Linked DNA regions of Sus scrofa: region 2 is linked to region 1. Evidence: chromatin contacts called from public Hi-C data. All regions are on one chromosome and are shown on one strand. The core of a region is the stretch at or near the end of the contact, and the rest is flanking DNA. Distances in the headings are between cores, read along the strand shown. Region 1 holds the start of RAB8A (RAB8A, member RAS oncogene family). Region 2 holds the start of SYDE1 (rho GTPase-activating protein SYDE1).

Region 1 (6,787 bases), core at 2,879-5,378:
AGGTCACTTACCAAGTAGCCTTCCTGTCCCCACCCTACCTCTCACCTGCCCTCTGGCATGAGTCCCCTTTCCCCAGAACCAGGGCAACCTTTTAGCCTCCTTGGTTGCTCTTCAGGCTGCCACTGCTGTCCCCTCAACCCCCTCCCCGGCTTCAAAAACACACACTCAGCCATGTCACTAAGCTAACCTCTGCTCCAAACCTTCCAGTGTCCACCAAGGGATGAGTAGATAAACAAAATGCAGTCCTTCCCTACAGTGGACTATTACTCAGCCATAAAAAGGGATGAAGTGCGGACACATGCCTGGTAGATGAACCTTGGTAGATGAATCTCGAAAATATAATGTTGAGCAAGAGAAGCCTGACACAAACAGTCACATAGTATGTAAATCTATTCATAGGAAATATACAGGACAGGTGAATCCAGACAGAAAGAAGATGAGCGGTTGCCAGGCAGTGTGGGGTAATGAGGAGACTGGTGAGATGGACCTAAGGCTTTGGGGTATCTTTCTGTCATAATGAAAATGTTCTGGAATTGACTGTGGTGATAGTTGCCCAACTCTGTGAACATACTTGACACCAGAGACTTGTATGCTTTAAATGGTGAGTTAAGTCGTATCTCAATGAAAGGGTCAAAAAGCTCCCCCAAACACATTCCTGTGGCTTCCCAGCACCGCCCTGGCCCCAGAGTAAAGGGAAAACAGCTGCCTGAGTGCTCCAAGGTTCTGCCTCAACTGCTCAGCATCTATGGCTCTTGCCCTCCTTTCTGGCCACGCTGCCTAAGCATGTTCCAGCCTCAGGCCTTTGACCCTTGCTCTCTCCCCTCCTGAAATTTTCTTTCATTCCATCGCCACTTGGCTCCCCCCTCTCCTTCTCTCAGGTATCTGTTCAAGTCACCTCCTCAGGGCAGCCTTTCTAACCATCCTCTCTCTCTCTTTGCTTGCTTCTCCTTCTTCATGCCCTATTCCTCCCTCTATGTGTTTATGTGTTCCATGAACCTAGAAGCAAAATTTGAATGACCTGTGTGGAGGGGGAACAGCCGGAACAGCCATATCCAGCCTTTGCCCCTGGGGCCGGTGGTGGTGGGGGGTGTTCTAAATCTCCGCCTATGAAGCCTTGAGATTAAGTCCTGGCTTGACCCCTTAGAACCCAGGATGGGGATGCTAATTCCATCTCTGTTCAGCTCAGAAGCTGTCCTAGGGATCACAGGGAATTTAAGTCTGCATTTAAATTCTGCCCACTAGAACTTAAGCTCCAGGAGGGTAGAGGCTCACACGTCTTAGTCATGGTTGCATCTTCAGTGACTAAGCAGGCAGGTGCTGTGTATGTATTTGCTAGAAGCTGATCACCCAGACTGGCACACACATCCTAACTACAGGCCCTGTTAGAGTTCTGCTTCCCCCGATTCATCCAAGTCATTCCTGCAACCCCTGTACTGAGGCGGGTGCCTGGCACGCAGTGGGCACTGTGGAAAGATGGTTGGATGCAAGAATAAAGAGCGATGGGATCTATGTGGTGCTGCACCATTTACTAAGCACTTTCAAGTACATCATCTGTCTCCCTGAAGGAATGAATGAACAAGGCCCAGAGGAGGAGATGGGGGCTGAGCCAGGCTAGGGAGAGCTGACTCTAGGAGCCACCGGGCCAAGTTCACACCACAAATGATCGATGGAGCTCTTGAGAACAGTCTTTGGCAAAACATAACCTGGGCACAAAATGAAGAGTCACTTAATCTCTGATCTATAAAGAAAATTCAGAGGTACGCTCAGTGCCGATAGAGAATAGCCTCTATGCATTAGGTTGTATTTCAGGACTAAGCTGCGCAGTGTTAACTCTTCCTAAAACATCCCCACTCCTGTGACAGATGGCATAGGGACATACAAAGTCAAAAGCTCTGTTCAATGAACAGAGCCCAAAGCATCACTCTGTCCTACCCTCCTCCTGGGGTTTATTAACACACCAAATTTAATTAGGAAGTGTAAACTTTATGAGGCCCAAGAGTTATGAGGCCATAACTTCAAGGTCAAAGGGAATTAAACTTTCCTAGAAGACAGAGGCCTGCAGGAAGTTTACAAATATAATGAGAATATCAGGGTAGGAGAGAGGGATTCTGGGTTCATGTGTCACATCCACCTCCTTAGATGACCTTGCCCAAATTACATCCTCATCTGGAAATGGAGGCCGGCCTTCTCAGAGCCCTAAAGGGCTAGCCTTGCTTTTGTGGTCAAGAATTTAAAACCCAACAAAAAAATTCAACCTCCGAATTGATCTCACTAGGAAGGTTCTGACTCTGGGAAACTGAAGTCTGGGTTGAGGGTGAGCTGCAGTCTACCAGGAGTTGATATCACTTCCTGATAGGTGGGGATGGAAGGGTTACCCCAAAATTTGACCTTGGAGTTAGGGAAGGGGAGGAATCAGAAACATCTGTGCCCAGGGAAGAATACTGTCATTATAAGAGACATTCTGCTTCCTTCCTCTGGCAGTGGTGACAACCCCCTTATCATTATACAGTTCTGATCCTCAACCATCCAGGGTACTGGCCAAGGCAAAGAACACTAGTCCTACGGCTCAGAGAGGCAAAGTGCTTGTTAAAGGACGAACAGCAGCTGGGAAACAGGCATGATGAGTTCTAGTCCAATTCTCTTTACATCTGGCACCTAAGTATCTTGCAAAGTGCAGCTCTTGGAGGCTGGCAAGGATGGAATTAGCAGCTCACTGTGGGGTTCAGGGAGATAACATACACTGGGGTAAAGCAACACCTACTCCCTAGTTTTTTTCTAACCCCTGGGCTTGGTGACCATTCTTCTGCTTCCCCATCCAGAGCAGGGCTGCAGAGCTTAGAGGCCACTCTGCCTGATGGGTGTTACTTCCCAGTCAAACCTTTTCATGCAGGCAATGGCCTTTTTTCTGGTGAGAAGTCAGCTCCCACTTTTTGTGGATGTCAGAACTGAGAAGCAACAGGTCAGTTCTGTTCAACCACAGTGTGGGCTGGCCCTGTGGGCAAGGCTGTTTTGCAAAGTGACAACTGGTGTCCTGGCCCTAGTGATAGGGAAGTTGGGGCTGTCTGTGGCAGTGGCTGATTTTGGTTTCTAAGCTGAAGCTTTTATCTGGCATCTCCTCAGGATGACAGGTCCCAGGGCAGACAGCTGTCACTTGCCATTTCTGTTACCCTCTAGTGGGATGGAAAGCTGGGCAAGGAAAGTCTCTGGACTCCCTCTCATCATTCTTTCCAGAAGAAATTCATCTCTAGGGGAAATAGGATCAGGGAGGGGGCTCAACCCCTGAATATTCCATTATAAAAGAGCAGGAGAGGTCTGGGTTGGAGTCCTGGCTTAGACATGGATCAGCTATGCTTGTCCTGGGGAGTGAGTGCTCACATCTCTCTGGGACGGTTGAGCCTTGAGTTTGGGGGGTCAAACACACCTGGGTACAAATACCATCCTTGCCACCAGTAGACTGTGTGACCTTGGGCAAGTACAGTCTCCCTGAGCCTCAAATGCCTCTTCTGTGAAAGTAACTCATAACAGCACTTGACACAGAGGACCAGGAAGTGTGATCATGCACGTAAAGCACCTGACACACAATAAAAGCTCAATAAAGTTAGATGTCACCTGTCACTGTCCTTTCCCCATGGACAACTCCACATTTCTACGTTTATAAGTCAAAGACCCCAAAGACTGCTTCGAGGGCCGATGCAAGAACAAGATGACAGGGCGCCAAGACTCTGTCCAGGACATACACTCCCTGACAAGTAGGCTGAGGATTGGGGCCTCAGTATTCCCATCTGCAAATTGGGTACCTGACCCTCACCCCCGCCCCATGGCCCAGGAACCCCCAAAGGGCGGTGCAGGCTACTGCTCCTTCCCGCTCCGGCCTTCTCGACCCTCTCAGATCTCGGGTCCATCCCGCTCAGCAGCTCCCTCAGTCCCAGCCCTCAGGGTGAGAGCCCGGCCTGGGCCTTCCGCGCTCCCGGCCCCACTACCTATGGTGGAGATGAAAGTGGAGTTGAAGGCGTCCTCGGAGAAGCGGAACAGGACACAGGTCTTCCCCACCCCCGAGTCCCCGATCAGCAGCAGCTTGAACAGGTAATCGTAGGTCTTCGCCATATTACACTCTCTCCCCGACGGGAAGTGCGGCCAGCGCCTCGCCACTGGCCCCTGGCCCAGTCCATCAGCGCCGATCCCGCCCCCCATTGGCTCCTGGCCCGCCGCGCGTCACCGCGGCCGACGCCCGCCCCCGCGCCCCGCCCGTCTCAGGAAGACGTGGGGAAGGGGCGAGCAGGGCGCAGAGCCGGAAGCGGCCTGAGGGCGCCGCTCATTGGCCGGCGCTCAGGACAGGGCGGACTGCGATTGGCCAGTGGTGAGGAGTCGAGGGGCTTCAAATGGGGACAAGGCTGGGGCATGGCATCTCTGTGTCCCCGCCTTCTTCCTCTGACTCTAGGGCGGCCACGCCCCCCGATGGGAGGGGGAGGGCGGGCAGCTGGGCCAACGGCTCCGCGCGCCCTCAAGCTGGGGCGGGGTCTGGGGAGCGTGCGCAAGCGCGCCGGGAAGGCCGTAGTGTGCCAGCAGAGGGCGCACGCGGGTGGTGGGGGTGTTCTCTGGCTCTTGCTGTTCCAGGCCGGAGCAAGTTCAATTAGCGTCGGGTCCAGCGCGGGAATGTGGCGTGGCGGTGGTGGTGCGGTCTGCAGGCTTCCGTGTCAGACCGGGCGGAGCCGAAGAGATAGGAGAGCAGAAGTACCGTCATAGTCGAAACGAGGCCCCCTCGAGACTTGCTCCGGGGCCTTGACGCTGGCCAGCGGATCTTCCTAGAGACACCCAGGCCTCAGCCACAAGCTGCGCCCCGAGGTCCGCAGGACTCCTCAGGATGCTCCCTTGGATCTATTTAGAGGTTGCCCAGGACTTGTCCCAGAGCCTCTCCCGCCGCGACCCAGTCAGCCGTCTGAGTTGCACCCTGGAGCCTTGGAACCCGCCGAGAGAGTTCGGATAGTGAGAATTAGAGGGAATACTAAAGAGCTTTTGGTTCTGTGCCTGCCAGTGTTGTCAGCACTTATAAAAAAATTTATAAAATATTTTGTCCACACCCCAACCCACCGAGGTAGGTATTATTGTGTGTGTTCACGCTTCCCCCCACCAAGTTTTACGGTGAGAAAACAAGACTGAGAGGTTAAATGACTTTCCCAGGCTCTTAACCAGATAAATTGGTTTTTGAACTCAAACCGAACAGCTTCAGAGGCTAAGGTCTTGATCAGATAGTTTTCTGCGTGGTAGGGATGAGCCACATCACTTGGGTGGACTCACCGCCATGTGTCACTCTGGGCTATCAGGCCTGGAGGCTTCCCAAGGATCTTGACAAAAGATGACTGCTGCCTCTCCTCACTGTCCCACTTCACATTCTTTGGCTAATCTGGCTCTGGTTAGGAAAAGCTTCAACCAACCAGAGGCAATGACCACCTGGCTGCATTCAGCCTCTGTGGCATTTGATACTATTGACCACCTCCTCTCACAGATCTTTTTCTTTGTACTCTTCCCATGTTATTTGCCTGCTTCTTTTATTCCCTCTATTTACCTTCTCAGGGTGCTGCTTCTAATTCTAAGGTTCCATTGCAGTCTACTTTGGGATTTTTTGCTCTTCCCTTAGATATTGGTGTTTCTCTTGGTTCTTTCTACCTCTGTTCTTGCTTTCATGGTGATCTTACTCACTCCCGTGGCTTCTACCATCTCCATGCTGGTGATTCTCAGTTCTTAGAGAACCCATAGTCCAGCTGTTACTCCATGTCCCGAATGCTTTCAGGGTGCCTGCTTTTGGATCTGTCAGATACTTTAATTCATCATGTCCTCCACTGAATTTGTCATCTACTCACACTAGCTTGTCTTTAATTACCAAGTGAAACCCAAGTCATCTCCAACACTTTTCTTTCATCCCTCTCATCCTGTTTTTTATTTTTATGTTTTTTTTTTTAGGGCCGCACCCGAGGCATATGGAGGTTCTCAGGCTAGGGGGTCGAGTTGGAGCTGTAGCCGCTGGCCTACACTACAGCCACAGCAATGCCAGATCTGACCCACAGCAATGCCAGATCCAAGCCACATCTGTGACCTACACCCACAGCTCACAGCAACACTGGATCCTTAACCCACTGAGGGAGGCCAGGGATTGAACCTGCATCCTCGTGGATACTAGTCAGATTCATTTCTGCTGTGCCATGATGGGAACTCATCCTGGTTTTTTAAGGAGGTTCTAAATAGCTCTTGAATCTTGCTCTTCTGTTTCTAATGCCTGTCAGATCATCACATCTCTCCACTGGTCTCCCTGATCATTCACTAATCCAGATTACACCCTGCAGTGTGCTCAGTCTAAAACAGGGTCTACTGGCGGGGCAGAGTCCTCACAACCTGGTCCTAACCTCACCCTCTGTCCCACCCACACCTCATGGGATTGGGAACACCCCAAGAGCAGAGACAGGTTAGTTTAACAAACATTAAATACTTACATTCGGTACTGAGGCACAAGGATGACTAAAACAGTGTACTGAGATTAGATTACAGCCCAAGGCAGTGGGGAGAGGAGGAACTTCAGTCTAGCAATGGTAGGGCACTTAAAGGGAAGCATTATACTTTATTCGTAGACATTCCCTGCATCTACCATATCAGCAAGCTCACAGTGTCAGTTAAATGTTGAATTAAAATGAAGTAAATGTTTTTAGTTGGACTTGGTAACAAAAAATTGTTTAATGTTTTAAAGGCTTTCAGTTCTTCTTTTAGTTCCCTAATTCCCTTTCCCAAAATCATATTT
Region 2 (6,787 bases), core at 2,244-4,743, 1.0 Mb after region 1:
CTAAATGAACAGATGACCCATGAATTATGGGCTAGGTGCTAGGGTCTGGGGCAAAGGGAGGCTGCTGCCCTTGTCTAGGCTGGGACTGGAGCTAGGAGTTCCCCAGATGGGGTAGGGTGAAGCCCGGCTTTTGTACCCTGGGTGTTCTGGGAGGGGGTGGGTGGGTTTGGGGGCTAGTTAGGGTGGGGTGAGAGGCTTACCCTCAGCCCTCGGCGCTCGATCTGCCCGACACACTTCTGGATGATAAGGGGCACCTGGCCTGGGGACTGCTCCCGCTCCACCAGCAGTGGTAAGGGCAACCCGAAAACACGGGGCTCAGCTGTGCTTGGTGCTTCATGTTGCTCTGACAGGGTCAGCTTGGCATATAGCAGTCCTTGGGGCTCCAGGCGCACGGCCAGCTGCTGGGCCTGGCATCCTGAAGACAGAAGGGGGCCTCCTAAATGGGGTGTGCCACCACAGGCTCCTGTGCCCTAGCCCCCTATTTCAAGCCACGCCCCTACCCTGGGCTTAGTACCCTGGGCTCTCTGGGGGAAGGAGGGAGCCCTGAGCTGGATCCTGAGCCCTACCCCTCCTCCCTTGCAGCCATTCGTCCTACCTCGGAAAACTGTGGGCAGCAGCACAGTGCCCTGGGCGCAGGGCCTGTGCCGCCGAACGCCTGGGTCCCATGCCAACACCAGGGCCCGCAGCAGCCGGGCAGCCTCGAGTTCAAGGTGGAAGGTGTGGTCCAAACGCAGGAAGTCTGGCCCCCCACGCAGCGGCCCCGTTCGGGCCCGCGCCACCCCATCCACCTGCAGCAGGCAGCAGAGGTCTCGTGGAGTGGCCCCAGGTGCTGGCCGTAGCCCCCCCAGCCCGTACAGGTGCAGGCTGAGGCGGCCCCAGAGTGCAGCCGGGGGCGACCGGGCTGATGGGCCCACCTCATAGGGGCGGAAGGCAGTGGGTGATGGGGGCCCTGCTGGGCGCTCGGGTGAGTCGCCATCACTGAGGTAACCAGCCCTCAGGCCCCGTGCGCCCTCAGCCACTGCCGCCCGCCCCGGGGTTCCTACGCTGCTATCCAGGTGGTAACGGCTGATGACTGAGCCCTCTGGGGCGGCCCGCTCACGCTCTCGGCCAGCCCGGGTGCTCCGCAGGCTCAGGCGGCGCCGCAACTCGGGCAGCTTCTTCATCTTCATTGAGAGGCGCCTGGCTGGGCCAGGAGACTTGGTGCGGGAGGCTTTGGTTGGGGGACTGGCAGGGGCTGTGCCTGTGGGGAAGGCAGAACTCAGGCTCCAGAAATCTGAGTTTGGGATGGGGGTGGGGCTAGTAGCCATCTTAGGGGTTCCAGGGTATGAGGCTTGTGCTCACCTGGGGAAGTCAGGCTCTCTGGCTCAGCTGAGCCTGGCTGCAGCCCTGGGGGCTCAGCTGTCGGAGGTCTGGGGTCCTCTTCAGGGATGGGGTTGTACCAGATCTCACCAGCAGGCTCTCCACTGCCAGGTGCCCCAGGCCCCAAAGCAGCCTCCTCCGGTGGTTTGGCCCCACCCAGCACCCATCGGCGGCTGCTGGGCTCCAGGCTCTGCAGGTAGGCACCCCGAGCCGGGCTACGAGATTCTTCGGGGCTGGGAGGCCCCTCTGCTCCAGGCTGGGATCCTTCCAGGGCCTGGGGCTCTGGCTCTGGAGGGCTAGGCTCCTGGCGCTGGGCTGGGCGGCCTGGTAAAGTGCAAAGGAAATGAGACCCAGCCTCCCACTGTCCCCAGAATAGCCCCAGTCCAGGGCTCTTCTCCCAGCAGGGGCTGGGGCTGGGGTGCACTCAGCTCTGACAGTCTATACATTCATTTAGAATGGGTGGCAACAGGCCAGCAATCTCATTACCAGCTTAGAGCTGCACACTACCCCCCATCCCAAAAAGGACTCTGTCCCTCTGCCCTCCAGCCTCAGCGGTCCAGTGGGGTTTCTTTGTGCTTGGGTTCTGCATTCCCCAGTCTGCTTCCCCTTGCCTCTCATTAACTCTGGCATGGAGGTCTGCCCCATCCCTTCTTGCTGGGTGGCTTTGGGTAAGTCACTTTCGATCTCTGAGCCTCAGTGTCTCCTCCTGTGAAATGCAGGGATTTGTTGCTCCCTTCAGGGAGGCTTTGGGGAGCTCAGCATGGGAAGCATTTCCCAGGCACTCACATCTTGGTCAAACCCATAGTCCACAGTGGACGCTGGCTAGCTTGCTTGGAAGACAAGAGCAGGCATAAGAGCAAGAGTGCCTGCTGTGTTTTCCCTTACTTGCAGCATGTCACTCCCCAACTCCTTGCTTGTGTTCCAAACTCTGCCTGCATTTTGGAGCGGGTCCTGTCTCTCAGCCCAGGCCAGGCCTCCATGGTCAATGCCTTGACCTCCCTCCCCCCTCATCTTCCCCTTTCTGACATCTCGAGCTGTTTCCTGTGTTTTTCTGTGCGTGGGCACCCCTGTCCCTTTGCTCTGGGAACCTTGGGAATCTTTGGGAAGGGCTGGGGGGGAGGTCAGATCCATGCAGTCCTCTGCACCCCCTCCTTTAACTCCTTCCTTCCTGGGACTTCCTGTCTGACACAGCTCCCATTTCTTTAAGGTCTTGCCTGTGGACTCCCTCCTCTGGTCACTTCAGATTTCTATTCCCCAGGACTCAGCCTTGGAGGTTTCATTTAGTAGCATAGTCCAAAGAGCTGTTAAATCACTTCACTGGCACTGGTAAATTACTCAACCTCTCTGTGCCACAGTTTCCCCATCTGTATAAAGGGGACAGTTTCCTGGGGCTGCCTTAGGTGGGTTCAGCTGCAGTCACTGGTTAATAGGTCGCGGGGGGCGGGGGCGGTTGGGGGAGGACGGTGGTAGGGGGTGGCCACCATGCTTGATGAACCGCCTCTCTCCCTCCTCTGCAAGAGTATGCCTGGCAACCCTATACCAGGTCTCTAGGGCTCAGGGTATTCCCTGCTTGACTTGACTAAACCCCAGTTTCTCAGCCTCCCACCTCCTCCTCCCCTCCACTCTCCAGGCGCTCCGCCTCGGCCCCATTTCCTGTCAGGGGTGAGGCCCCCTCCAGGGCCTCCCAAGGAGCACGCAGCGCTGGCATCCCTGGCCAGGCGCACATAACGGTCCGCGCCCCCTCTCCCCCCAGCCCGTTACTTCCAGGACCCCTGCTTACCCCGGCCCCCAACCCCGGCCCGCAGGGGGCTCCGCTGGGCTTCCCCAGTCCCCTCAGTGGTCCCTCCTTGGGGCCTCGGGACACCCCCTCCCAGGCCAGATGGGGTCTGGCGCCCCTTCTTCTCCACCTTCCCCTCTCACCGCGCTCCTTCGCGTCCGACTTTTTCCGGGGAAGTTTCTCCCGGCCCCGAAGGCGGGAGAAGGTTTTCCTGAGCAGCGGCTCGGCCATGCTGGGGCCCGGGCCGGGCGGAGTGCGCGCCCCGGGCTCGGGCCGCGCCGCCCCCCGCCCTCCCCGCCCCGCCTGGGCCTCCCCGCCCGCCCCCAGTCCAGCGGCAGCAGGAAGCGCATTCCGGGAATGCTTGGCCCCAATTTTTTTTTTTTTCTTTCCCCTTCCCGCGGCCTGAGCGGGCGATGCTGGGATATGTAGTCAGTCGCCTGGGGCCGAGAGGGGAGTGAATGGGGGCTCTGTGCTGCCTCCTGGGCTCCAACTGAATATTGTAGAGCAGGACCAGGCCCTCATCTTTCCTCGTATCCATCTTCTGTTGATGACCGCCTACAGCAAGTTCTCTTGGGTTTATTACAAAATTCATCGGGCACTTATCCCTTTTCTTTCCCCCCATCCACTGTTCTAGCCTGGTGCAAGCCCTAGGCACCTCTCAGTTTTTGAAGACATGGCCATTTCCTTAGTTTCCTGATGCCATTGCGGTGCCTGTCTCCTCCACCCAGTTCTCCTCCCCTCAACCGGCCCCCGGCAATTCCAATTACTGCTGCTGTTTAACAAACCATCCCAAAACTTAGTGGTGTGAAACAGAGTTTCATGATGCTCACACATGCTGTGGGTCAGAAATGTGAGCTAACATTGTTTCTATTCAGTTGGAAAGATTTTGAGGTTTAGGGGGTTACTCAACAAGTGAGGGTCCAGAATCACCTGGAAAAATGTTCACTTACAGATCTTGCAATTGATGCCAGGTGTGGGCTGGACCTCTATAGGGGTTGTGGAATAGGGCACCTACACATGCTTCTCCATGTGAATTGGGGGCTTCGAGCAGCTCAATAGTCAAGAGTATTTGGGCTTCTTGCTTATCTACCGAAGCTTCAAAAATGAACAAGGCAGGGAGTTCCTGTCGTGGCGCAGTGGAAGTGAATCCGACTAGAATCCATGAGGTTGTGGGTTTGATTGCTGGTCTTGCTTAGTGGGTTAAGGATCCGGAGTTGCCATGAGTTGTGGTGTAGGTCGCAGATGGGGCTTGGATCTGGCCTTGCTGTGGCTCTGGCGTAGGCCGGCAGCTATAGCTCTGATTAGACCCCTGGTCTGGGAACCTCCATTTGCTGTGCGTGTGGTCCTAAAAAAAAAAAAAAAAAAAAAAAAAAAAAAAAAAAAAAGAACAAGGCAGGAAGTCCCTGGTGGTGCAGTGGATTAAGGATCTGGCTTTGTCACTGCTGTGGCTCTGGTCACTGCTATGACTGGTCACTGCTGTGATGTGTGTTCCATCCCTGACCCAGGAACTTCTGCATGCCACAGGCAAGGCAGAAAAAAATCCAAAATGAACAAGACATTACCTTTGCTGAATCAGCTTTGAGTGCCAAACTGTGTTACTTCTCGCACCAGATTCAAGGAGAGGGGTCATAGGCTGCACCTCTCTCAGTGGGCTATGTGTCAATGTGACCTTGTAACATTCTTGTGTGAGAGAATGTGGGATGGCAGATATTATTGTAGCCATTTGGAAAATTTAACTTGCCTCACTTGTATATTCCAATCTCCATGCAATATTCAGAGTGGACTTAAAAACCTGAACTCAGATCATGGCACATCCATGCCGAACAGTCTTCCTATAATTGCTCACCCCACCTAAAATAAAATCTAGATTCCTATAAATAAAATCCAGTCCCAACAAGACTTCTGGCCTTGTCTCCTTTGTTGTCCCTGTCACTCACCATGACCTCATCTCTGGTTCTCCTTCATATCAAATTATTTCTGCCCCAGGCTCTTTGTACATGCAGTGCCTTCATGTGGCCAGGGATCAAACCCACATCCTCATGGGTGCTAGTTGGGTTCACTAACCACTGAGCCACAACGGGAACTCCTCAATATTTATTTTTTGGTAAACCCTTTTGACAGGGTTTCTGTACTTTTCCTGTTGCATTTATTTGGTTACATGCAGCTCATTTAATTCACCATTGGCTATGATTTTTTCCCAGCAATCAGAAACTCTAGATAAGCATAGGCCAGCAGCTGTAGTTCCAATTTGACCTCTAGCCTGGGAACTTCTATATGCCACAAGTGCAGCCTAAAAAGCAAAAGCAAAAAAAAAAAAAAAAAAAAAAAAAAAAAAAAAAAAATTCTTGATAAGTGAGAACAAATGATCTGCTGGCTGTATATAATGAAATGATTATGAATGCTAAATTTCACACTTGGTGAAGTTTGTAAATTATTCATCTGGATTTTACTAATCACCATTTGGATTTTGGAGTGTGTGTGTATGTCTTCTTTCCTCCAAATGTTTACATAATTGGCTAATGTGCTATGCTTATGAATAAGCACAGCCTCCAGGAGATACAGGATTTTGTTGAAATTCAGGTAGATGGTGCATGTCGTGTTTGAGTAGAGCTCTACATCCTCTTGGCAGACAATGGAAGTTGGCAGATAAGTAAGTGCCCTAATTTCCTTACCCCTCAGATGGTATCAGTGAGGTATGTGTTCCACACAAAATCTCAGAGGTCCCCAAGGGATTGAATTTTACCTGCCTATGGCGAAAACTTGCATATCAATTCACTCTTTACTGATTCCCTTCCCTTCTCTGTCTCACTTCTTCACCGCCCTTTCAGCATTTCCTAGATCAATTTCCAAATAAACTACTTGTTCTTGAATCCTTATCTTAGGATCAGCTTCTGGGAAACATCAAATGAAGACATTCTCTCCAGGCCTCAGTTTCCTCATTTATCCAAAGGGATGGGTCCAAAGAGACTCCCTCTCTTATAAAGGCTATGGGGGTAGGAGGTGTTGGATGGGGCATGTGTCTGTGGACTAAGTCCCCTGTCCCTCTCTGGGGTCCTCAGTTCCTGGGAAATGAAAGATGGAGCAGCTTATGGGGAGCAGGCTCCTAGTATCCTCCACCCCCTGCTGTCATTCTAGTTGTTCCTACACTGGAGGTTCACCTTTATCTGGCATCTTCCAGGATGAGAAGGCAAGTGCTGCAGCCTGTACAGACCTCCCTGGCTGGGAGTCAGTCCCCAGAGGCACCAGGGAAGTGGTGGCTGCTCAGAGATGTCCACTGGGGTGGTATTGAGGAGCTGAAGGGACAAAGGGTAGTCGAGTTACCAAGAGGCATCTTCCTGAGGGAGTATGTGGTGTCACCTAGGAGGTAGTTAAAAGGGCAGCATATCTTGGCCAGAGCCTCCCAGTGGCCCTTTGAAAAGCCACACCAGGCAGTTTTGGAGCTGCAGCTGAGGTACAGTGGGTCCCCCTGTTGCCCACACAGTGCCCTCCTTTTATTAGCTGAAGGCCTGCTGGGCTCTCCTGCTGGCCACGCTCCTGCACAGGTCCTAGGACACATTTAGCAATTGGTCACCTGTGGCCATGCCAAGAGCTGTCTCAGCGTCCAGTGTGCAGAGCCTGAGGGTACTGGTCACGAGGGCCTCAAAGAAGTTG

The links. A called contact is a pair of places that touch in the nucleus more often than the background predicts.
Region 2: a Hi-C map of skeletal muscle shows a contact between it and region 1, with 2.8 times the contacts expected there. The contact joins the promoter of SYDE1 here to the promoter of RAB8A in region 1. A contact is called at or near these places in 3 of 47 Hi-C or Micro-C datasets (brain, heart right ventricle and skeletal muscle) and 1 of 2 datasets of contacts at active chromatin or transcription factors (alveolar macrophages).

Annotation. Positions count from the first base shown.
Region 1 is chr2:61,446,223-61,453,009 of Sscrofa11.1, forward strand. RAB8A (RAB8A, member RAS oncogene family) reads right to left here and starts at 4,129. Exons shown (of 8, transcript NM_001243802.1): 1 at 3,981-4,129. The coding sequence starts at 4,104.
Region 2 is chr2:62,450,451-62,457,237 of Sscrofa11.1, forward strand. It overlaps SYDE1 (rho GTPase-activating protein SYDE1), which reads right to left and starts at 3,494. Exons shown (of 8, transcript XM_003123426.4): 1 at 3,280-3,494; 2 at 1,342-1,683; 3 at 596-1,240; 4 at 201-415. The coding sequence starts at 3,367.